Regions from separate parts of the Sus scrofa genome. Here region 1 is linked to region 2. A link is a contact called in public HiChIP or PLAC-seq data. All regions are on one chromosome and are shown on one strand. Each heading gives the region's core, a stretch centred on a gene start, on an enhancer-like site or on the middle of the called end of the contact. The rest is flanking DNA. Distances are from core to core; before and after follow the strand shown. Region 1 overlaps ZSWIM6 (zinc finger SWIM domain-containing protein 6). Region 2 overlaps NDUFAF2 (mimitin, mitochondrial).

Region 1 (5,476 bases), core at 1,110-3,609, 270 kb after region 2:
TTTGCCCTTTTAATCATTTAGAATTGAGCTTTGAACCCAGATCTTTCAAGAAACCTTATTTGTTAATAAATCCAAAAAATTCTTTGTCTTGACTCTTTCAATAAACCTTACTTAAGAAATATAGAACTGTCATACTATTTTAAGAAAAGATAAAGTAGTATGTCAAGTTCACATATACTCTCAGTTTCTTTCAGTGCAAGTAGGTAGACCTTCTAACATTTTACAAGGGGTTGTTGTGGGGATTGACATTGGCCTGTCAGATTCATGGCCTCTTCCAAACTTGAGAACACAGCTGTGGCGCTCATCTTTGATGTACACGTTGGAGGAAATAAGTGTTTTTAGGAGAAATTGAAGTGTGTAGAATTGTAGGTTTCTATGTATCTTTAATAGAGGGAACAATAAGCTATCAAAAAACTCCAAATATGAAATGCTAACAAAGAAAAATATTCTTCCATGTACTGTTATGGGTTCATTTTAAGTTTCCTGTTGTTGAGTAGATATTTCTGAGCTTGGTTTTTGGGGTGAGACTCACGAGTATTTAAATACAAAGTCCCTTTTTGGAGTTGAGAGACAAATTTGCTAGATTGAAAAGAAATCCTGGCGAATTTTAAATTCAGGACAGTCACCTATTAATAGTGCTCTTGCAGTGTGTATATAGTAGACATTGAAATGTCCTTTGAAAGGATGATAAGCTTAGCTTATATGTCTCCGTGTGTGTACCTGTGTGAACTTCTCTTAGTTGAAAAAAGTAGCTCCAAATTTTAATTTATATTTGATTTTCTGTATCTGCATTGCTGTAACTTAGTCTTTAAGGAGATATTTCGAAAGGAATATGATCTTAAGATGGGAAGGTTGGTTTTTAAGACTTGGTTTATTATTACCAGTATGCTTTTACGGATACCATGTAAGATTGCTTTCTTCCTTTTCTTATTTGAGGGGACTTTTTTCCTTTTAGCTATTTAACCTGTTAACAGCATCAGCTGAAAAACTGTTCTGAAGGCAGTTTATTTGTTAGATGATTCCAGCTTCTAAAGAAATAATTTGGTCATTCTTGTTCAGAAGAGTACTTTAGGGTTACCAAAGAAAATAACTTTGAGTATTAAATACCTTTGAGGGATTAAGAAATTACTTTTCCTTTTATTTGATATTTCACTTTTTATATAAACTGGTTTTTTAAAAGCTTTTTTCCAGATGACTTGCAAAGCACATGTAACTTAAACACCCCACAAGATCTTACACATTGTGGGAAGACATTCTCTAATTGATAGGAATGTTTATTAAACTGGCCTACAAAATACTGATGACTTTCTCTTGAGGTAGAATTTTTTTAAGACTCAATTTTGATAAGAAAATCTTCTAGGAGCTTTTGGGTTGGTGAATGTGTGGTGATTTGGGGAGAGGGGAGTGCCTAGAACAGCGTGGAAGCTTTGTGTCCCATCCTACATTTCTCTATGCTCTTCCATCTGGCTGTTCCTGACTTATATCCTTGTGTGATAAGCCAGTAATCTTTTCGAAGACAGCAGAGTAGAAGAACTTGAGCTCATCTCCTCTCACAAAGACACCAAATCACAACTAACTGCTGAACAACCATTGACAAAAAAGACTGGAAACTACCAAAAAGATATTCTGTACCCAAAGACAAAGAAGAAGCACAACGAGATGGTAGGAGGGGTGCTTTAGTGATGTGAGAAAATCCCATCCCACTGGTGGCTACAGACTGGAAAATAACTATATTTCAGAGGTTCTCCCGTAGAAGTGAGAGTTCTGAACTACATGTCAGGTTCCCCAGCCTGGGAGTCTGGCATTCAGAGGAGGAGCTCTCAAAGCATTTGGTTTGGAAGGCCAGCAGGGTTTCAAGACAAGAGCTCCGCAGGACTGGGGAAAATGGAGACTCCATTCTTAAAGGATGCACACAGGGTTTCACGTGCACTGGGACCCAGGGCAAAACAGTGACTTCATAGGATTGTGGGCCAGACCTACCTGTGCATCTTAGAGGGTCTCCTGGGAAGGCAAGAGTCTGCTGTGGCTCATTGCAGGAGCAAGGACACTGGAGGCAGAGGCCCCAGAAAATAATCATCATTTTTGACATGAGCTCTCCTGGAGGTCACCATTTTGGAAATGAGACCTGGCCCCACACAACATCCTGTAGGCTCCAGTGTTGGAAAGCCTCAGGCCAAACAACCAACAGGGTGAGAACACAGCTCCACCCATCAGCAGATGTCCAAAGTTGTCTTGGGCACAAAGTTAGCTCTAAACACACCCCTGGATGTGGCCTTGCCCACCGGAGGGACAAGACCCAGCTCCACCCACCAGTGGGCAGGCACCATTTCCTCCCATCAGGAAGCCTGTGCAAGCCCCTAGATCAACTTCACCCACCAGGGGGAGACATCAGAAGCACGAGGGACTACAACCCTGCAGCTTGCAGAAAGGAAACCACAAACAGAAAGTTAGACAAAATGAGACGGCAGAGAAATATGTTCCAGACGAAGGAACAAGACAAAACCCTAGAAGAACAGCTAAGTGGAGAGAGTCATCCTTAAGACTTAGTTTTGCATGAAATGGGACATACCAAGCAGTTTTTTGAACAATAATTGAGCAATAGAGTGTTACTCCCAACTTGACTCATGAAACGGGACGGATCCAGATACTTGAAGACCTCGTGTTCCCATTTGCCCTGTCGGTTTGGCTTATACCTCTTTTTTCTGGCATAATCAGGAACAGTTAACCTGTTTTACTCTTATGAATGTTCCATGCTAGATGATAAAATACATGGTTACCCTAGTTGTATATCTTGTTTTCCAGAAAGATAAATCAGTTTAAAATTATACTCTGCATGCACACATTGCTACAGCATGTGTGTAGGGAGATAGGAAGGAAGGGAAAGAAGAGTTGTTGGGGACTGAAAGTAGACCTTTGGCTTACCTTTCGTCTTCATGAGTGGGCTCCACTCTTTCAGATAGGAAATAGATGATTTTGCTCTGTGTTCTAATTCATACCAAAAGGAAGCAATTAATGAAAAGATTCTTGATCTCCATGGGTTTGATTCCCCCCCTACTTTTTGTTAACTTAAAGATATGTAAATTTTCCTTTCATTATTTGATATTTAGTGCTTGAGCATATGTTTGTATTAATGATACAAATCTGTTTTACACATTTCTTTTGATTGATGTTTATGGGTACTGCTCATTTTAGGTATTTGCAGTTAGACACTTCTGTGAGTGTGTGTACCATTTACTGATCACATGGCCATGAGCTGAAGTAGATGCCTGACCCATCAGGAGACTAGAATCCTTTTCCCTGGGTCTTATCTTTACTACCGTTTACCCTTAGGCAGATCTCTTCCTGGCTCGGGATTTCCTTGAGTCCTTATAAGATGGAAATAATTACACCTCTGTCACCTCTATCATGAGGCTGTAAGAGACCTATATGGCAATACATGAAAGTCCTTGAACTCTAAATAGTTACACAAGAGGAAAATAAATTCTCTTATGCTCTGGTTTTTACCTAATTTTCTCCATTTATTGTAATTTTCTTCTAGCTTTTTCTATTTCCCCCAAACTCTGCAATTATTGTATATTGATTTTGTAATCAGAGAAAGAAAATTTTTTTTTCTTTTCATTTTTAGGGCCACACCTGTGGTACATGGAAGTTCCCAGGCTAGGGGTCAAATTGGAGCTACAGCTGCGGCCTACACCACAGCTGCAGCAATGCCAGATCTGAGCCGCATCTGTGACCTACACCACAGCTCACGGCTCTGCCAGATCCTTAACCCACTGAGCAAGGCCCAGGATCAAACCCACATCCTCCCGGATCTTAGTCAGGTCTGTTAACTGCTGAGCCACAATGAGAATTCCCTATTTTTATAATGTATGCTCTTTCTATGTGTATATACACATGCATGAGTAAGATGGGCTTTTTTTAAGAGTGTTACTATCAGCTTGTAAACTTAGCAAGCAGGGACCAGCTCTTATGATACAAGATTGTGATACAGGATGGTGTTGTCGGTATTCTCCCTGTGCAGAACCTTCAGTGACTTCCCTTTACTTAGAAGACTAAAGTCATTCATGGATGTGCAAGGTCTAGCACGATCTAGTCTGGACCCTCAGCTACCTTTTGCACACTGTTCTCTCTTGCCTTTCAGCTGCCCTTGCCTGTATTCTTTTTTCTGCTTAGAGTACTCTTCTTTGCCTGATTCATGCCTAATTTTCAACTTAGCGTAGAGAAAGTTCCTGGCAAAGGGTTCTCTCCTTTGTAACACTAATCATAGATTCCTTTGTGGTTTTGGATTGTATTCCCCATTAAATTGTGTATGCCTTTATGTATGTATTTTTATATTCACCCCTCCTAATAATACAACCCTTTGCACATAGTTGACTCTCAGAAAAAATTTGTTGAATAAATGTGTGAAGGCAGTGGTGTTTTACTTGGGAAATATTTTTCTGACTCTCCAGGAAGATTTAGTGCTTTTACTCAATGGTTCTCTCTACCATCTACCTCATACTTATCCTACAAAGTATGTCAGTTTGAAAAACAGTCTAAGTTTGTGTTTGTGGCCTCTTTGGGCCACTCCCAGACTATCCAAAGGTACTTTTTCATTTGTTTATGCTGTTAGAGGGACTTCCTTAGAAGAGTTTGAGAAGCTCTCTTATCAAGATCAGTTGTATTGGTATGTAGGTTTATATAACATGAATTGAGAAATTCATGAATTTGTCATTTGATAATCTGGGAAAAAACCGAACAGCCAAAGCTTTTGAGAGGATGGTAGGGTGTGTAATTAGAGCAGGAGACTCTCACCCACATGTGTAGGTCAGTTCTCTTGCATAGGAACAGCTGATCATCATGATGGGCAGGGCACTGGCCTTGAACATAGCTCCTATGCAGGGTCGCTTGGGCCATACAGTGGGTCTGCCTTCAGTATCTTTTTCTATTTGTTACTCTGTGTATTCTTGACTATGCTTGAATTTTTCTCTTTCATTTTTTTTGTCATGTTAATCTTTGATTATGCATGTTAATCGAACTCAAAAGGAGCCGGCTAGAATGATGCATGTAGGAAATATCAATCAAGTGTCATATAAATTTATTTCTATCCCATTAAAGTGATCTTGGACAAACTTGAACTTTTTTCAGTTATCTCATTTGGGTTGGGATGGGGGCTAAACTCTCTTTGAAATATGTGTTCATTTGCTGTTTTATATAGTTGCAGCTTGTAATATCTACCACTTTTGACTACCAGCTCTGTGCTTTACAAGCATTGTTTCCAGCCCTCATAACAACTTTGGGAAGAAGGTATTCTTTTCATTCTGTGGCTGAAGAAATAGACTTGAAATGCTAAGTTATTTGTCGAGGAACACCCAGTGGGTCTGTGCTAGACGGCCTCTCAAGTGCGATTTTTTTCATTGTCCCATCTTCTTTCTCGGTATTGCCAGGCAGTTCTTTGCCTGCATGTGCACAAAGGAAACCATTCAGAGACCTCCTT
Region 2 (5,143 bases), core at 254-2,753:
TTTAACTGTTTTGGTTATATATTTGTTGATACCACATGGTAGTAGAAAATGGTACACATACAGGTTTTGAAGTCATAAAGACCAAAATTTAGATTCTACTTTCTCTATTACCAAATTGTGTGACCTTGACCCAAGTTTAAGTGGCATAAATAAGTTCATTCACACTCTTGTGCAACCATCACCTCTTTCTAATTCCACAATATTTTATAAGGACATTTTTAAACCTATAATGAGGGATGAAGGAATAAGTTTCCATTCTTTAGGGGTTTTTTGTTTGTTTGTTTGTCTTTTTGCCATTTCTTGGGCCTCTCCTGTGGCATATGGAGGTTCCCAGGCTAGGGGTCTAATCGGAGCTGTAGCCACCAGCCTACACCAGAGCCACAGCAATGTGGGATCCAAGCTGTGTCTGCGACCTACACCACAGCTCACAGCAACGCCGGATCCTTAACCCACTGAGCAAGGCCAGGGATCGAACCCACAACCTCATGGTTCCTAGTGGGATTCGTTAACCACTGTGCCACGATGGTAACTCCCATTCTTTGGTTTTTAAGAACTTTAAGAAGTAGATTTTTTGTTTTGTTTTGTTTCTTTGGCCATGACCACAGCACATGGAAGCTCTCGGGCCAGGATTCAAACCCACACCACAGCAGTGATCTAAGCCACTGCAGTGACAATGCCAGATCCTTAACCCACTGCACCACAAAAGAATTCCAAGTTCTAGCTTATTTTAAAATTATATGGTGACAATTTGAAGGTATGAGTAACAATATTACCTAAATATTCTCATGTCATCCAGCATTAATTGCTTTCTATTTGCCTGGCATAAAGTATTGGCTATCTGAAACAAACAGAGTTCCCATTGTGGCGCAGCAGAAATGAATCTGACTAGTATCCACGAGGATGTGGGTTTGATCCCTGGACTTGCTCGGTGGATGTTGCCATGAGCTGTGGTGTAGTTTACAGACTTGGCTTGAATCCTGTGTTGCCAAGGCTGTGGCTTGGGCTGGCAACTATAGCTCTGATTCATTGGCCTTAGCCTGGAAACTCCCATATGTTGCAAGCGTGGCCCAGAAAACAAAAACAAACAAATAAAACAAGCAGAAGAAGTTCCTGTTGGAGTTCCTATCGTGGCTCAGTGGTTAATGAATCCGACTAGAAACCATGAGGTTGCAGGTTCGATCTCTGGCCTTGCTCAGTGGGTTAAGGATCCAGCATTGCCATGAGCTGTGGTGTAGGTCACAGACGTGGCTCGGATCCCTCGTTGCTATGGCTCTGGTGTAGGCCGGTGGCTACAGCTCCAGTTGGACCCCTAGCCTGGGAACCTCCATATGCCACAGAAGCGACCCAAGCAACAGCAAAAAGACAAAAAAAAAAAAAAAAAAAAAAAAAAAAAAAAAAAAAAAAAAAAAGAAGTTCCTGTTGTGACTCACCAGGTTAAGAACCCTGGCATTGCTCAGTGGGTCAAGGATCTGGTGTTGCTGCAAGCTATGGCATAGGTCACAGATGTGGCTCAGATCTGGTATGTTGCTATGGCTGTAGTGTAGCTGCACCTCCAATTTGTCCCCTAGTCTGGGAGCTTCCATATGCTGCAGATGCAGCCCTCAAGATAAAATAAAATAAAACAAGCAGAAGGCACTGTTTATACATAAGGAGTTTGTAATTCACTTGGAGAATATGCTATAAATGAAATAAATAGAAAAACATGCTTGTTCTTATTACTGTGATAACTTATAGACCTTTTAAATGTGTCCATTTTCTTCCTTTGAAAGGACTGGTCTCTAATTGCCCAAAATTGAAACATTGTCAAATTGTCAAAACAGGGCTACAAAATCTGTAAATTTTATACACACACACACACACGCACATTTATATGTAACTGTGTTAAAATCCACATAAAATTTACCATCTTAACAGTTTTTAAGTGTACAGCTTAGTTGTATTAAGTGCATCTCTGTTATTATACAGCCAGTCTCCAAAACTCTTTTCATCTTGGAAAACTGAAACTCTATGCCTATTAAACAACTTCCATTCCCTTCCTTCCTCATTTGTCCCTGGCAATCATCATTCTGTTTTCTATTTCTATGAATATGAATATAGAAATAGAAAATAGTTCCCTCATAGAAGTAGAACTGTACAGTGCATATCTTTTTGTGAATGGTTTATTTCACTTAGCATAATGCTATCAAGGTTCTTGCATGTTGTAGCATGTGTCAGAATTTCCTTTCTTTGAGGGCTGAATAATATGCCTTTGTATCTGTACACTACAGTGTTGTTTACCCATTAATTTGTCAATGGACACTTGGGTTGTTTCTACCTTTTGACTTTGTGACTAGTGCTGCTGTGAACATAGGTGTACAAAAATCTCTTCAAGATCCAGGTTTCAATTATTTTGATTATTTATATGCTGAGAAGTGGAATTGTAGGATCATATGATAATTCTATTTTTAATATTTTTGAGGAGCACCATACTATTTTCCATAGCAGCTGTACCATTTTACATTCCCATTAGCAGTACATAAGGTTTCCAATTTGTCTATATCCTTGTCAACACTTGTTATTTTCTGTTTTGTTTTGTTTTCACAGTTTCTTTAAAAAATATTAACCATCCTAGTGTAATTTGGAATAATATATTTTAAAATCAAACTTTAGCAAAGATTCTTATGATAGAATGTACAGTCTCATTTTGAGATTATGGCAGAGTCTAAATTCGAATACTGTGCCAATCAATTTTTCTACTTCTCTATACTCCAGATGATAGTCCTTGAGGAAGGCTTATGACAGCTTGAAAAGTCAGGAAAACTTTCCTGGGAATTGACCAAATCAAAATCTTTTTGAGGTAGTGTGAAAAAAAAATCACAAAAATATGTATTTTGAACATTACTCAGAATACAGCTATCCTCTGATCAGAGCTACTGACTTGGGATAGTGTGCAAAAATAGATTAGGGATTTAGCAAGTTCAGTAATATTCATTTCTCTGTCAATTTCCCCCCTAATTTTCTACATATAAAAGATTGGTAAAAAGATGATAGGCAGTAGTTAGAGGTCGTAACACTGATTGGAAGAGATATTGGGCAAAGGCTGAGGGACAAAACTCTATGCTCTTTGATTGATACCAGCAACAAAAATGACTTCGTATCAATTACTTAACTTGGGATGTCTTATATGTTTCCTTTGCTTCACCACAAAATTCCCACAGATAAGAATTTATAGGGCTTCCCATGAAGATAGGACAACTTCAAGGGCTAGACACTAAGGATCTACTACAGGAACTCTGTGTAACAGAAGTTTAAAGACATCTAAGTAGAGCACTCCTTTAAATAAAAGGTCATGATTGGAGTTCATTAAGTGGTCTTAGAGTTATAGATATAATCCTGGTAATTTTCTTTCTTTGTCTGTCTGTCTATCTGCCTTTCTGTCTTTTAGGGCCGCACCCATGGCATATGGAGGTTCCCAGGCTAGGGGTCGAATTGGAACTGGAGCTGCTGACCTATGCAACATCCACAGCAATGCAGGATCTGAGCTGTGTCTGCAGCCTACACCACAGCTCTTGGCAATGCCGGATCCTTAACTTCCTGAGCGAGGCCAGGGATGGTACCTGCATCCTCAGGGATACTAGCCAGATTTGCTTCTGCTGAGCCACAATGGGAACTCCAGTCCTGGTAATTTTCATCATAGAGCTAAATTCAGATGAAATGAGGGTTAAAGGGATTTGTGAATTATTCCACAGGTCTTTAAAAGGAGAGATGAAGAGAACAAAAGAGACCTATATATGAGAAGCTTTTTTTTTCAGTTGGGTTTAACTAAGGCAGAAGGAAAGAAGAGCCCAAATTATGCCATAGTCTTTCAGCAAGGAAGCAGAAGCTATTTTGGCGTATTCCAATCCCTGTGTCAGCCAATAGGTGGTATAGTTGTCATACAATAGTTAAGTTGCCCTAAGGCTCTAAGCCAAAAGAGGCTGTGGGAAGTGCATGAAAAGTAGTTTTAAACTGGGTTGTTGAAGCCAGGGTGGAAGAAAAGGGAGGTAGCAGGAATCTGATTTTATGTGGATGATGCTTACACATCGGTTTTTGTAGGAGGTACTAGTACATTTTCTTAAATTTTCATGTGAAAATTATGTAATTCAAAGTACATCTTTCCTCATCCATAGCATTTTCTTTCAGGTAATTATTGTAAGTATTCAACAAGAGAATAAAAATAAAAGTGTCAAATAAATACCATACACATAATTGTTGCTCAGTAAATGTAATTCTGCTCATCTCCTAAATAAGTCAGATAATATTGATGATTAATATAATGTTATTGATATGTTGCTAAATTAGACTAAATTATATGATCTCTGGATGCTGGAAGCTTATAAAGAAATAGTAAGAAGTAGGAAAATTGTTGTGTTCTCATTAATTACTACTAATAAAGAATTTTTAAGTCCAATTATTTGATTCTTTTGTGGGTAGATACCCTGTTATGCATTATCAGTATATTCTTGAGTAGACGCAGTCATCACTTTTACGTGCACAGTATTTTTGGAGATACTCATTTTAAATAATATTGCCATTTTGCAGATCTTCACTATTTGGGACTGATATTTTTGAATATCAATGGAAAATAAAGCATAAGTAGGTAAAAGTAGCAGAATGAATGATCTTTATTGGAATCTTGACTAGCAAACTCAATCCCTTCATGCTCCTACAGCCTTTCTCTTGGCGAAATTACAATTATTAGACTGTCTTTCTGTCAGTGAAACTGGAGTAAACAATGAAGGAAAATTTAATCTAATTTTTAAGTTATTAGCCACAGTAAAGTTTTGTCACAGAGAAAGGTTAAACTAGTGACTAAAATAACGGGGTGCTATAAGTAAAGTCCTCAGGCTGGAATTTCTTTCCTATCTTTCTTTTCAGTGACTGGCCTCAAACTACCTCAGTCTGTCCCCCTTCACTGGGGCCTACAGGTCTGGGGGTCTGAAGGAAGTATTGAGAATGCCGCTCCAGGAAGGCTTGCTGATGAGTTCTTTGTCTCTTCCTCAAGACTTCTTGCTCCAAAGTGAGAGAATGTTTTCTCACTGAACTCATCCTTTCCAAACACTGGAAACAAACCTTAAGTCAGATTCCCGCCTTAAACTGTAGCTCCATAGCTGAAGTTTAGGTT

What was found. HiChIP or PLAC-seq counts read pairs in DNA pulled down with a chosen protein or histone mark.
Region 1: a contact with region 2 is called in an H3K27ac HiChIP or PLAC-seq map of alveolar macrophages. The contact joins two enhancer-like sites. A contact is called at or near these places in 1 of 47 Hi-C or Micro-C datasets (epiblast stem cells) and 1 of 2 datasets of contacts at active chromatin or transcription factors (alveolar macrophages).

The regions. Positions count from the first base shown.
Region 1 is chr16:40,119,897-40,125,372 of Sscrofa11.1, forward strand. All of the region lies in intron 1 of ZSWIM6 (zinc finger SWIM domain-containing protein 6), which reads left to right. Among named protein-coding and RNA genes, the nearest start is that of ZSWIM6, 17 kb to the left of the region's middle. Within about 2 kb of position 2,360, at least 5 of the 83 cell types and tissues checked have an H3K27ac peak or open chromatin away from gene starts, as enhancers often do. A contact at or near this core is called in alveolar macrophages, where this site is marked.
Region 2 is chr16:39,855,243-39,860,385 of Sscrofa11.1, forward strand. The region is part of intron 1 of NDUFAF2 (mimitin, mitochondrial); the gene reads left to right. Among named protein-coding and RNA genes, the nearest start is that of NDUFAF2, 87 kb to the left of the region's middle. Within about 2 kb of position 1,504, at least 2 of the 83 cell types and tissues checked have an H3K27ac peak or open chromatin away from gene starts, as enhancers often do. A contact at or near this core is called in alveolar macrophages, where this site is marked.